Regions from separate parts of the Anas platyrhynchos genome. Here region 2 is linked to region 1. Evidence: chromatin contacts called from public Hi-C data. All regions are on one chromosome and are shown on one strand. Each heading gives the region's core, a stretch centred on a gene start, on an enhancer-like site or on the middle of the called end of the contact. The rest is flanking DNA. Distances are from core to core; before and after follow the strand shown.

Evidence for each region. A called contact is a pair of places that touch in the nucleus more often than the background predicts.
Region 2: a Hi-C map of subcutaneous adipose tissue shows a contact between it and region 1, with 2.2 times the contacts expected there. The contact joins the enhancer-like site here to the promoter of ARHGAP5 in region 1. A contact is called at or near these places in 2 of 8 Hi-C or Micro-C datasets (skeletal muscle and subcutaneous adipose tissue).

The regions. Positions count from the first base shown.
Region 1 is chr5:44,608,550-44,615,459 of IASCAAS_PekinDuck_T2T, forward strand. It overlaps ARHGAP5 (Rho GTPase activating protein 5), which reads left to right and starts at 2,614. Exons shown (of 9, transcript XM_027457706.3): 1 at 2,614-2,936; 2 at 4,559-4,672.
Region 2 is chr5:44,685,799-44,692,708 of IASCAAS_PekinDuck_T2T, forward strand. No RefSeq gene overlaps it. Among named protein-coding and RNA genes, the nearest start is that of AKAP6, 15 kb to the right of the region's middle. Within about 2 kb of position 3,948, at least 1 of the 8 cell types and tissues checked has an H3K27ac peak or open chromatin away from gene starts, as enhancers often do. A contact at or near this core is called in subcutaneous adipose tissue, where this site is marked.

The sequences.
Region 1 (6,910 bases), core at 1,364-3,863:
TTCCCTCACCAGTGTCCCTGTGAAATTTTATAAACCTTGCATGTCTCCTTAATATGGCTCTGAAATGGGCTGTGTGTGTATCACCGCCCAACAGTTAACATTAAACTGTAATGCTTATAAATTTCATAGAATCTAAGAAAAATAGTGTGTCATAAATCTGCTTATAACCCTGCTTGCTGGTTCACTGGCCATAATTCTTGACTTTTAGTAGCTTTATCCAAAATCAAAGGGTTTAATAAGCTCTGCAAAATCATAGCAAGCTGCCTGATGTAGCCTGCCAGAACTTTGCATGGTTCCTGGAAGGCAACTAGCAAATGGAGTTACTGCACATCAGTTTCCTCTTATTGCGGTGATCTGAAGTGAGCAAATCTATATGAAAATCTCTTTCTGGCTTTACATCTATTATATTGAATTTTTAGGCAATATTTAGGGTCGGAGGCAGAAGAATCAGCCAATCTAATTCTGCCTGGAAACCTGTTCCTTTCGTTCACCAAGGACCGCTTTTGAAGCTGCTGCTGTGTCTGCTGGGGACTAACATAATAAGAAGCAACTTGTGCCTTCTGCCTTTCACCCTGTGTCTGTGAAGAGAGTACCTCTGTTGTGAAGAGTACCTCTGCCTTCCCTGTAACAAAGGGTATTTCCTTCCCCTTCTAACTGAAGCAATCTGCACCATCCTTCTGTGCTTCAGGTTTGAGCTTACCGGGAAAGGCTTCCTTCTATTCCCAAGCTCATGTCCAGCTTCATTACACTTATATATATATATATATATATACACACACATATATATACACACATATATATACACACATATATATACATACATGTATATATATATATATATACCTATGTAAGCCTACTTGCTTTGTCTGAGGTTTTTAGTTTTAGCTCACTTCAGTTGTCAAATCAGGTTTGAAATAAGCAATAGAATCAATCCCTGCATGAAGTCTTCTACATGACAGAACTTTAAGAACATTTTTCATATTAACTGCTTAAGAAAATTAATGCAGAGTTTCAGAATTATAAATCTCATTCCCTAAAACTTCTATTTCATTGAAATAAGAAATCCAAAAGATTTTTTAAACTAGATATGAATATCAATATAAAGCTTTATTTCTGGTAATCTGAGATGGGATTTTAATGCCCTGACTTGTATGTATAAGATGTAATTTGAATAAAAATAAATACAAGAAACTCTCAAAACAAGGCAATTCAAATTGGAATTAACTTATGATTTTAGGCTTGTTTAGCTTGCCTTTTGTTTTTAAAGAAGATGTGACTACAGAAACTCTTTCGCAGACATTCCAATTACAGTGTCAAAGAATTTTCTATCTCGTTAGTGAGGACATAACCAAGAAAATATCTCTAGAAATACTCTCCTATAAGGCAGTGTCTATGTAAGGCTGTTTGTTCAAATTTAACACCACAGGGTTTTGCTAGTTAGAATTTTCTCAGAAAAACAAGTTTACAGGCAACGTGTCTTAAGGTAGGGCCTGATTTTTTAACCTGTTCATTTAACTTCTTAATTTTCATGTGTAAAACTGTGAAATGTGTGCACCATACAAAAATGCACAGAACAAATCACGCAGTGATCAAATATTATTGTTACAAGTAACATGTTCAAAACTTTGAATGTGGCATGGGTAAGTAGCATGTTCATTTGATCTTTTGTATGTATTCATGAAAAGGAGGTGTACATCCCTTGTGCCCCATGTCTCTACCACTCTGTGCAGAGAGCCAGCTCTGGTGGCACCACAAACCCGCGCTGGCTACTTCACACTGCCGTCGTTGTGTGAATGCTCCACAAGCATTGATTACGACCTAGGAAAGCCCTGTGAGGTGGGAGACGGATGTGACCTTCCGTTAGCCATCAGCAAAGTGGCGGCATGTGGAGATTAAGGTGAAATATGGCAAGTTGGACTCCAGAAGTTTCCAGGTGGCCAGTGCCATCTGTGAAGCGCCAGGCTATGGCCGTCTTGCGAGCCATCTACCTCTGCAGGCCTCAGAGCCTGCTCATGGTGCCAGACCTTTATTAAGGCCAAAAAAAGACAGAAGTGGTATGTTGTGTTTTATTTGCTAAGCCTGGAAATCACAGTGAAAAACGCCAAGCAGCCTGGCAAGGGGGACGCAAGGCTGGCAGCGGGGCCCTTTGGCGTGCTCGTCTCCTCCCCACCGGGCAGCGGAGGACTGGGGCCGGCCCCGGCCCCTTCGGGGATATTTCAAACTCCGTCGCTCTGCCCCCATCGCTGGGGCTTGCTGCGGGCACGCTTCGGGGCGGCCACAAGCCCGTACGCGCCTCCGCGGCGCCTCGGCCTAGCAGCGCGGGCGGCGGCGGGACTAGAACCCGCGACCCCCGGAGCCCCGTTCCCTCCCCACGCCACCCATGCGGCCGCCGGCACCAGGAGCGGGGCCGCCCGGCGCGCGTGCCCGCACGGGGAGGGAAGGGGAGGCGTAAGGGGGGGGAGCGTCGGGCGCGCGGCCGGCTTCCCGGTGCCTCCAGCGGCAGCAGGAAGAGGCGCTGCCCCGCGCACGCGCAGCTGGCCGGGCGGGCGGGCGGGAGCGCGCGCGCTGAAGCCGCGGCGGCGGCGGGCGGGAGGGGAGAGGAGAGGGGAGGGGGGAGGGGAGGGAAGGGAAGGGAAGGGAAGCTGCTGAGGTAAAGTTAGGGGGAGCGAGAGGCGCCGTCAGGCAGCCGGCAGCCGGGGAGGCTTCGGCGGCCGCCATTACTGAGCCGTAGGGCGCCGGGGAAGGGAGCAGCGGGGAGGCGGGACGGGGGCTGCGGGCTGCGGCGGCGGGCCGGGGAGCGGAGCCGAGCTCAGCCCCGCGGGGACGGGGCCGGGGCCGGGGCCGGGGCTGGGGGAGCCGCCGGCGTGGAGAGAGCGTCCCGGGCATGCTGCCGCCGCCGCCGCCGCCGCGGAGGAGCCGGATCCCGGCGGCCAGAGGTGAGGGCAGGGGCCGGCGGCCCCAAGCCGGCAGCGGGGGAAGGGGGCGGCACGGCCCGGCCCGGCCCGGCGCGGAGGGGCTGCGGGCTGCGGGCTGCGGCCGAGGCCCGGCCGAGCGGGGAGCGCGCAGGGCAGGGCAGGGCAGGGAGCGGGGCGGCCGGCCCCGGCCAGGTGCTGGAGGCCTGGGCCGTGGGAGGGTCCGAGCCTGCCGTGCGCGGCTGCCAGCTGGCCGCGGCTCCCCGGGGAGGGAGGGAGGGAGGCAGGAAGGGAGCTCCCCGCTCCTCTCCTCTTCCTTCCTCATTCCCTCCTTCCCCTACTCCTCCGGCTTCCTCCCCTCTCCCATTCCCGCTGCCCGTCTCCTCCTCCCCCCCCCCTTTTCTCCTTTCTCCGTACTTCTTTCCCTCCTCGCCGCCCCCTTCTACTCGCTGCTCCTGCTTCTCCAGTGAATCTGAACAGTTGTCAGTTCTCCTCCTCCTTCCTTTCACCTTCAGATATCGCTCGACGCTAAATTTAAGAAAACTTCGCTCGGCTAATGATGTGTGTGCGTTTCTGTTTTTCCACCAGGTGGATTGTAAGCCTTTGAAATAGGGTAGCCAGTTGCAGTGTTGCAGCTCTCACGCGTTTTGAATCGCTTCAACCAGCATAACCTTTAGACTCTCTCCACCCAAGGAAAGCACCACAGATAGAACGCCATAGTGTTGAAAATATAGGACGTAAGGAGTATAAAGCACTATTTTCCTTGAAAATAGACTGTTTGTTCAGAGAAGGAGGACATACTCGTCACCTTCCCACCCCAGAATCCACCCCACCCTGGCTCTGTAGCCCCCTTTTGCCCTCTCCTGTATCGCTTTTGATAGCAGCGTGGAATATTTCCTTAATAAGTAGGAGGGGAACGTTTTAAATCTAGACCAAAATAGGCCTGTGGGGGTATATGTGTATTCTTTAGTTCAGTGTCATGCGGATAAGTGGAGGATTTCTTTTTTTCTTAATCAAGATCTTTGACAGAAATTTAAAAACTCTACACTGCAGAGTAAAGGCAGTAAAGAGATAACTGCATTTGCTGGTCAATTGAACGTCCATTTTAAACCTGTGCATTGGAGCCAGTTACAGCATAGATACTTGTACACTTAGTTCATAAGTGAATGAGGAATTAGTAGGCTGCATTTTTCTGTGCTGTCTTACCTTCCTGAGGTTCTTCAGTATGATAGCTGTTTTCAGCAGTGACATCAGTGACCAGAGTTACATGTTTTCTCAGGAAAAAAAAAACACGTATTTCAAACTTGCAGTATGTATGTAAAACTAGGGTGTTGCAAATAGTCATCCAGGTGTGTTTTTATGAGGGTTTACCTTCTTTTGTTCCTTCTTTGAAAATTATTTTCAAGAAGTGCTACAATTTTTTTATAGTATTCTACTGGAACTCAGTGTTACTAGAGCTCTGAAAGCATGATGTCAATATAGTAAGATAGTAGTTTTGTTTTTTTTAAAGGGTCTATGGCACTTACAGTAGCAGAAATTGTTCAAGCATTTGTTACATTATCACTAGCTTGGTGTATTTTGTAACAAGTTATTTTAAAACTTGGAAAATACTGAACTTAAATAGTATGCTTTTTTTTTTTTTAAAGTATCCCCATAGGAAGTGGCTGCCAGTGTTGTGTCGTCGCACTCCCCCCACCCCTCAAAATAAAAATAATTGCAACCAAATGCCTGCTGCTTACCGATATTGGACTTTATTTTAGGTAAGGCATTGCATGTGTAACATAATCCAATTAAATACCTCATGCTCAGACGGAATTGTTTTTAAAATCCTATATTTAGCACTAGCAATCAAATGCTGCACATTTTTGAGGTTCAAGATAAAATGTGTTTTCCTGAAGCTATAGGTGCTTTTCCTTGTTCAAACTTTGTAGGAAAGAAATGTGCAGATCATAATAACAGATTGTTCTGTATAAGTTTGGGAAATGTTATTTGAGTAGATGGTGCAAAACTAATTCTACTTTTGTTTGATAAAGATTTAATATCTTTATAGAGGGAGATTGACAGAACCTTAAAGACAGAAGATAAATCCCATGTGCTGGCATCCTTCGAGAATAATTTGCATAAAACTTTAAAACACTCCACATCATTGTTTTTGGTAGGCTAACATGTGGCGTGTCCTTAAAATTACGCATGTCAGGCATGCTTCAGGGATGATACTGTCTGACCTTTACTGAAAGAATGGAAGTTTGCGAAGCCAAATGTTCGGTATTAGGTACTGCTGGCAGAGTCACGTTGGCTCGCAGACTGAAAGCATTACATCCATAAATGACGTACCTACGAGAGTAAAACCTGAGCTGTGTGTGCTTACTGCGTGGTAATGAAAGGCTGCTGCTGCTCAGGGGAGCCTGCGTTGGTCGGGAAGAGTTTCCCGTGCTGGCGAGAACTCCTGGGGCTTGCCGGAGCCGCACGGCCGCTAGGGGGCTTTGTAGGCATGGCTATCCTGGGATAGGCGCACCAAGCCCGGGCAGGCTCACTTCATTTGGCTGGCCATTTTAAATGCACGGTTAAAGTCAGCAACGCATTATTTGACCTAAGATTCCCGTTGTTTTGAAAGCGTTTAGCCACGCTTAGAAGAAAAAAGAAAAAGTTTAGTTTCAGGTAGTTCCAACAACACTGAGAATTGCGTGTGAGCACTGCCAAGACTTTTTCCTTGTTTCTGTGTTAATAATAACTTAAAGGAGGCACAGTACTTTTGTTTTTTTTCTCTGAGAATTCCTAGGCTAGAAGTCAGTGTAACTGAGGTGGAATATTGTTATTTTTCCATTGGATTTAAAAAAAAAATAGTAAGGGTATTAATTTTACTGATTATTGTTTGAACCTTGTCATCACTTCCTTAAATCTGGATTTTAGTGGGATATTTAAAGAAAATTGAGCTCAACATTTCTGGAAGGAAAAACTGAAGGAATTGCAGTGAAGTTATTTTGAATTCAGGTATTAACTGTGCTTTTTAAAATCATTAACACCTACCAGAAACTGAATTAATCAGTTGGTGGCTATTTCTGCACATTGCATTTTATGGCAAATTAGAGTTGTTTCTTTGGTTTTCAGTTACGGTTCCCACACGTTCTTGCAATGCTCTGTCAGCTGACACACTAGCACTGCAGAGGAATGTTTGCATTTTTAAAAAAGTGAAAATAATGCCTACATGCACAGCTTTAGAAATGTGTACGGTTTTTACATTGTAGTATTAGCTCATGTAAGTTAGCTAATTATTAGGCAAAATATTATTTTCTACTTGCACATGGCTTTTTATTTGCTCATTTCATGAACAACTTAAAACAGAAGAGTCCTCATATTGCATAGGTAGGACTTAGGCATCTGACTTGTACAAGGTCAAACACCAAGTTCCTGTTTGAATGAAGTTTCCAAACTAAGGGTGTCGGTACCTAGATTCTGTACAGCGGTTCCCCATTAAGCAAAATAACACAAAATGATCCAGATATGTGGATCAGTGAAATTTTATCAAGCTGACCTCTGCCAAGATTTTAACTCCTCTTTGCAACAGATGGATTTTAGCCCCATTTCTCTGCTTATCTTTTTCCGTCCTTCCTCATATGTCTCATTTTCTTTCTTTTTCTATCAGTTCTGTCTTGGATTCCCTTTGTAAGATTTCTTCCTTTAGTGCTTTTGTGTTCTTCCTGAATAACTTAGTGCAGGCTACCTGATCAGGTTATTTACAGAGAAACCGCTGTGAACACTGTGTGTGTCTTCAGTAGCTTTTCCCGTGGAAAAAGGATTATGAGTCTATTTTTTCTGTAAACTTGTACTATTTACTTTGCTGTTGAAAGCTTTGAACCTGCATTGAATGCTCTCAGATATTCAGAAATCTGTAGATAAGTCACTTGAGAGGCCTAAGTTCAGACTTGTGCAGTGATGATTATTTGAGCTTCTGAAGTTTACCTGTGTATTTTACCTTGATCTAATTTGTGCAGTTTGTT
Region 2 (6,910 bases), core at 2,698-5,197, 79 kb after region 1:
TGACTGAATTAGTTATTGCCTTATCTTCTAAACCAGTTATGTGTTCTTGCCTCAGCTGATGGATGTAGGAAGAAGATAGATTTTTTTCTTGGCCTTTTTGCTAAGAACAAATGTATCCTCCGCTTACTATCTGATACATCTTCCGTGACAGCCCTTGCAGTGACATAAATTTGATGAGCTCTGTAAGTCATTTCCATCTTAAACTACAGTGCAATTAGAGCTTAACTGAGCTAAAGATTTGACACTGAGAAAATTTTCTTCCTGTCTGTGTGATTTTATAGAATTTGCTAAGTTCCTGGTTGCATTAATTTATTCTTCTTTTCTTCCAGTATTCCTAGCAAATGAATAGGCAGCATTATGAATGCTTTCATATTTTTAGAAAATTGATAAGTTTTGTCACAGTTTACAATGGGGTTAGGACTTTTTTTTTTTTTTTTTTTTTTTTTTTTTTTTTTTAAGAAGAATTACAAACTTGATTTCACTTCAGAAAATATTTATGAGAATAAGAAAGATGTAGCCATGCTGTCCCTGTTACACTTAGTTAAACAGGTTAATTTGGGATAAATCATCTGTGAAGATGCCACAGAAAAAATATCTGCAAATGAGGTTCCTGACTGCATTGCTTTTAGGATTGTGTACAATTTATCTGGGTATGACATTAAGTGATAGCTGCTAAGTAGGAGATATGGAGTGCATAAAGCTATGCTCACTTCTGCAAAGAGTGGACAAGGTAGTTATGGGGGTGTGTACGTAATCAGTAATGGCTGTGTCAGATCTGAGGCATTTTAGCTTGGCAGCAAAGTGCCTTCCTTTTGTGTGCTGCTCCAGCAACTTACCTTCATTTTACTGAAGCCCATTTAGTCATAATTTTCTCTGCACCACCCTGATGCCCATTAACTATTACAAAGCTTTGCAAAGTAGATTATCCCTCGTATAGTGAAAACCTTGTCGGAAGCTGGGAACTATTTGCAGGGTTCCCTCCAGCTCATTCATCTGGGGGAGGGAACAAGCTGTTCTTACTGAGGAACTCAAGTATTCAGCACCAAAACCAGGCAGCTTTAGAAGACTATGCAAGATCTCTTCGAAAAGACTTAAGCAAATATATTGTTTCCTTTCCTTCATTCCTGCATGCCCCGTGTTCTGGCAGTGTGAAAGCCTAAAAGCTGTCAGCTGGAACAAGCATCCATCTGGTACTGCATGGGGTTGCTTATCAAAGGGAGAATTTGCAAGATAGACAAGGGGAATCAATACTCATCCTGCTTGGGTATACTTCTGAGTAGACCCAGCAAGTTCTAGAGATGGTCTCTTCATGGACAGGGGACATTGGGCCTACTCTGAAATGCCTCCCTCTTAGTTCTTGTACAAAATTTCTTGAGGATCAGAGAAAACGTAGAATGACAGAAATTCCCCCCATTAAACTGCCTGTGTGAGGCCTACTTGCTTTTATTTCCTCTCTCCTTTGTGGTGTAGCAAATAGTTTAGTGTGAGCATGGGCAAGCATTTTATTAATGTATGCCTTATTAGCCATTTTCCATTAAGAAAAAAACAAGGCCTCAGAATTTGTTCCTGTCCTAAAGAGAAGACAATTTAGGTAGATGCGAAAGGCACAGATGAAACAGATTTGATACACTGCCACTGCTGTTTCCCAGGTTGGAGCTAAGGCACAGAGACATGACTCACCTGAGGCCATATGAAGAACCTGTGAACCATCGGGGTGACAAATCCTTTTCCTGAATTTCAGCAGCAGAATCACTTTTTTTTTTTTTTTTTTTTTTTTCCCTAGCTTAGGTCATGAATAAGATTCATCTTTTTCATACATGAAATGGAAGCACTTAAAATGCATTTTCTTTTTCTGTGACAAGAGTGCTGTTAATTGCCCTGGCTTTTCTCAGATGTAGGGCAATATCTCTGTAGAAGCATAGTCCCATTGCTATAAACAGAAGCTATTCTTAAACTCCAATAAATTACCTTGGAAACACTGTCTGCTTTAAACTGAAAAACCAAAATCCAGTAAAGGATACATTTAAAAGTTTGTTTGTGATACCCCAAATGTACTAATGTGTTTCAGTTGAATTATTTTTTAGCTTAGATTTGGCTTGCCTGACTGCAGAAGTGGGAGAAAGGCACAGCAATCCCACTTCACAGGTCAGCTTGCTGACACTGCATAAACAGGATGGAGATGAAATTGGGATGCCTCTGAAAGCTTGATGGGCTTGCACAAAAAAAGGCCAGCTTCTTGCAAATATATTTACCCAATCTATAGGGCCAGAACAGGAGGCAGGGACGATGCTGGTGAGGCTGCTCTCACTATGGTGGACACTGAAGCTGTCAAATAGCACAGCCCAGCTTCTTGTAGCTGTTCTGTGTGCATGTGGGCAACACATTCAGTCAGATGATGTACTTTCTTCCTGACAAGCAAAAGTGATTTAAAAATCCCATTTTTTACACTTCACAAAAATTTTAATCGCTTTAAGCTGATTTTTAAATGCCTTCGTAATTTGATTTTCTGGCTTCACAGACTTGGGAATCCTTTTTCAACAAAAACATGGACATTTTCACAAGTTGAAGAGGATATTTGTCATTGAGACAAGGTCATATTAGGCCTCCTCAGCACATGACTGTGTTTACTGCCATTACTGCGCTGTGTACTTGGCATCACAGCTTTAACACTTCTGTTTTAACTGGCTTTTGCCCTGACTTCCAGTTATCTTTTAGTTCTAACTTTTTTTCTGAAATAACCACAACAATCGGTTCCACTAAAAGATATTTCATAAGTTGTTTTTTTAAGCCTCTTAAAAGGCCAGCTACTCATACAGTGTAGCAGGGCTGGAGGCCTTTCTGCACGGTGTGAGGATTACTCCTACTGCAGATCCTCAAAGGGGAAATTGCCGTTTATTGATTGAAGGTGCAGATGAACCTGGGAGGATCAGTACAAAAGCAGAGAGGGATTCTTATGTAAATGCAAAACGTCTCCTTTGTCTGCTGTAAAAAAAAAAAAGTGGTGGGGGGGAGGGAGACAGATTGACACTGAGAGAGATAAGATGGGGAGGGCTATCAAAAACATGGTCTTGGGCAAGAGTTGCTTCCCTTCTTAATCTGCTACAGTCAGTTATAGCCAGTTTAGGCAAATGTAGGAGAGGAACACAAATGTAACCTCTACTTCATAGAAGTGACTTAAAACCTGTGTGTAAGGAAGGAGCCTGTGGTGAGTGAGCCAGGCAGCAGGGCTTTGGGCTTAGCCCCAGGCCTCGTCCCTCTGTGGTGCAGGAGGACACCTCTGCCTTCTGGGCATGGAGGCGAGCTCACAAATTGCTCCAGGCTGCACAGAACCTTGATCCCAAACCTCATGTTTAAACCTGAATCCATGTCCTGCTCCCCAAGAGCTGATGACCAGCACTTTGCTCTTCTCTGACAGACCCACGGGTGCTGCCCTTCTGCATGGTCAGAGAATGGCTCTTTGCAGCCTGGGGCTGAGGGCCTTCCCTCACATGCCCTGTGCTCTCATTACCCATGCTGAAACAGTTTATAAAAGCCACTTTATATTGAGCTTCTTTTTCTGAAGTGTTAGTATCTGATAACTCATCCAACGTGAGGTTATTGCCCTCCAGGCTGGTTTTGTTTATATTAAAATATGATCCTCTTCCTTATCCAAATTGCTTTCATATCCATTTCCGTTCAGATAGCTGAGGAATTACTGGACAGCATATGTGCAAAGCCTTCATTTGCATAACAATGCTTGAGTAGGTCATGATGACTAAGCAGTTTAATCTCCTGTTTGTGATCTTCTTCCTTAAACCTTTGTTATATCATATGGATAAATTGCACTGTTCCAATTAGCACAGAATTAATTGTTTCAGGATTTATTTTGCTTGGGTGGTAGGACTTTTAATGTGGTAATTCTGTGACAAGACAGAGGTTGGTTAGAGCCATTATTGGTCAACTGTGTGGTCTTTCTGCCACCTTGTGGAGAAGGATCACTAAACTGTTGAGATGAAACTGAAAAGAAGACAGTTATTAAAATTCATGTCTTTCATAAATGCATCTAGGAACTGCCTGTAGCAGAGTGAAAATTGTTGCTCTCCAAACGCTTTTTTTTTTTTTTTTTTTAAATGCTGACATCAGCCCACATCACTAACAGCTAAAACACTTGCACCTGTACTAAACTATTACCACATGTATTGCCTAGTTTGTTTGTTTGTTTGTTTGTTTGTCTTTCACACCCTATCCCTCCCTTCATTACACCAATCCTCCTGCGCTCTCTGTCTCCATGACTCACCCATTTTGAGCAATATGTTTTGATGCAATTGTCCTCTCTTGGACCTCTAACTTCATACTTAGGCTGAGGGACTTGGGGTCGTTCAGCCTAAAGAGAAGACTCTGGGGAGACTTCCACACCTTCCACTACCTAAAGGGGGCCTACAGGAAAGCTGAGGAGGGACTCTTTGTTACGGGCTGTAGTGGTAGCACAGGGGTGAATGAGTTTAAACTAAAAGAGGGTAGATCTAGATTAGATACAAGAAACAAATTCTTTACTCAGAGGGTCGTGAGGCACTAGAACAGGCTGCCTAGAGAAGCTGTGGATGCCCCATCCCTGACAATGTTCAAGGCCAGGCTGGATGGGGCTTTGAGCAAAATGGTCTGGTGGGAGGTGTCCCTGCCCAGGGCAGGGGGGATTTCAATTAGATTGTCTTTAAGGTTCCTTCCAACCCAAACCAGTCTGTGATTCTATAGTTTATTTTAAAAAGGTTGCCTTGTCTGATCTCTAAGTCAATCATAGTACATGCAGTTAAGAGATGCACCAGCCTCTCTATTCATTGGCCATGATGAACGGTGGTGAGTACTGAATGGTATTTGTTTCTGTTCTCTGTTCCTGGCTGAGCCCCTAGCATCCAGCCTGAATGTAGGTGCTGAAATTATACATTTGCCAAACAGGGAAATTTCTGCCAAGGGTGACCAGGTTAACATGAATTTCATCTGAAAGCATAATTTATTTAATTCCTGACATTACAGAAATATGTTTAAGCTCCCTATTGCTCATATGCAAAACCTTTAAATTCTTTGCTATATACTGTACATAGCTCTGTGTATTACAGATCTTCACCAAGCCAGTAGATGAAATCCTGCTTAAAGAATGCTGGCATATGAGAGTCAGGTGAGGAGTGTCTCTTGCATATTCCTTCTTCCTTCTCTGCTGTGTACAGAAGAGAATCCAGCTTTTCCTCTTCTACATGTTGGAGCTTCAAGGAAGTGGAAAAGGTCCATTTTGTCCACTCCCACTTCCATTTTGTATGTTTGCTGATTATGCAAACACTTTGAACAAGGAATGGAAAGAAAAAGCCCCTCTGATTTAGAGTGTTTTATGAAGACAGATTATTCAAACAGAAACTTTTCCTGAAAACTATGAATATTTGTTGTGTGTGTTACTATTAGAATAACACATGCTAAACAAATTTGGGTTCATTTTGTGCTAGGTATGCATTAGGACATGTAAAACAGTCATATGCTGTTCTAAACAAAATAAAGAGTGGGGAAATGGGGATGTAAGGCAAAAAGTGTCATTAACCTGTTATATACCTAATGAGATGAGTTATATGGAATGAATGGCTGATGCTGCAGATTCATAGATCTGTGACTGATTTAACCCATTTAAAAGCATATTAAAAGAAGAGGCTATAGACACGAGTAAGATTCTTTGTATACATGAGAATATATATGACTTTCTGAAGTATAAGATCATGCAGACAGTGTGCGTTGAAGTCCTCAGATAAAGTCAGATATCTTTTATTTCAGTCAAATTCTACAAAACATTTATATTCTTCAGTATGAATGCATCTATGGATTACAGTGTGGAACATTTCTTTTTAATTGAATTTATATTATTGCATATTTATATTATCAATTATTAGAGTTTCTGAATTATTTTAAGTTTAAACACACAATCCACAATTTTAAATGACAGCATTATGCTCTTTAGAAAAAAAAAAAAAAAACAGGAAAGATTTCTTTGCTAGCTTGGCTTTCTTTCCCACTGTAGGTCTTCAGAGAAAGAACGTGTGCATTAGTTTATCTTTCTTTCATTTGTTGTCTCTTTTTGCCTGATAAGAACAAAAGATACAGCACAGATATAGATGGTAAGAGTATCTGTATCTCATTTTCGATTAGCTGTGTAATTCCAATCCCCATAAAGATGCCTTTCCCAGTTCCACTGTGCCCTGACTTCTCACAGCTCTGGGTGACAGAAATCTACTGGGATTTCCTCCAAGAACTGTAGCAAGTGACCAACACTTTGTGGAATGTTTATGGGGAAAGCATTTTCAGTTTGGCAGTTTTTCTTTCAGTTCACTTGGCTTTCTTCTTACATTTCACTGCCAGATGCAGCAAAGAACACAGTCTCAAGCTTTTGCCTGTGTTTTAACATGTAGTTAAATACAAGTTGTGAACATAATCATATTGGAAAATAAAAATAAAATTGCATGCTGTGTCTTATGATATTTTCAACTCAATATAGGCCTAAGCACTAAAGCAGAAAAAAACCCACAGATTAGATGACTATGTCACTCAGTTTTCGTCTTTAGAGAACAGAGTAGGCAGATTTTCTGTGTTCCAAGTTTCTGTATTAAATCTTTCAGTCATGTTAGCTATCTTGGCAGTCAGTCAGGAGAAATGTATGCGATTTTTCCTTTCCGCTGAGAATGAATATCACAACATGAAATTGCTTTAATTGCTGTGACTGTTAATTATCATCCTTATCTATTCCACTGCTCTGTTGAGGATTATTTCTGTGGTAAGTACCTGGATGCTATTTCATTCTGTTAGCTGAACCCTGGCAAGTTAATTGCAAAGAGCTTTGAAGGGGGCTGTACGAGGGAAGCAGACACAAAAGGTCTTATAACTGAGAAGAAGGCAATTC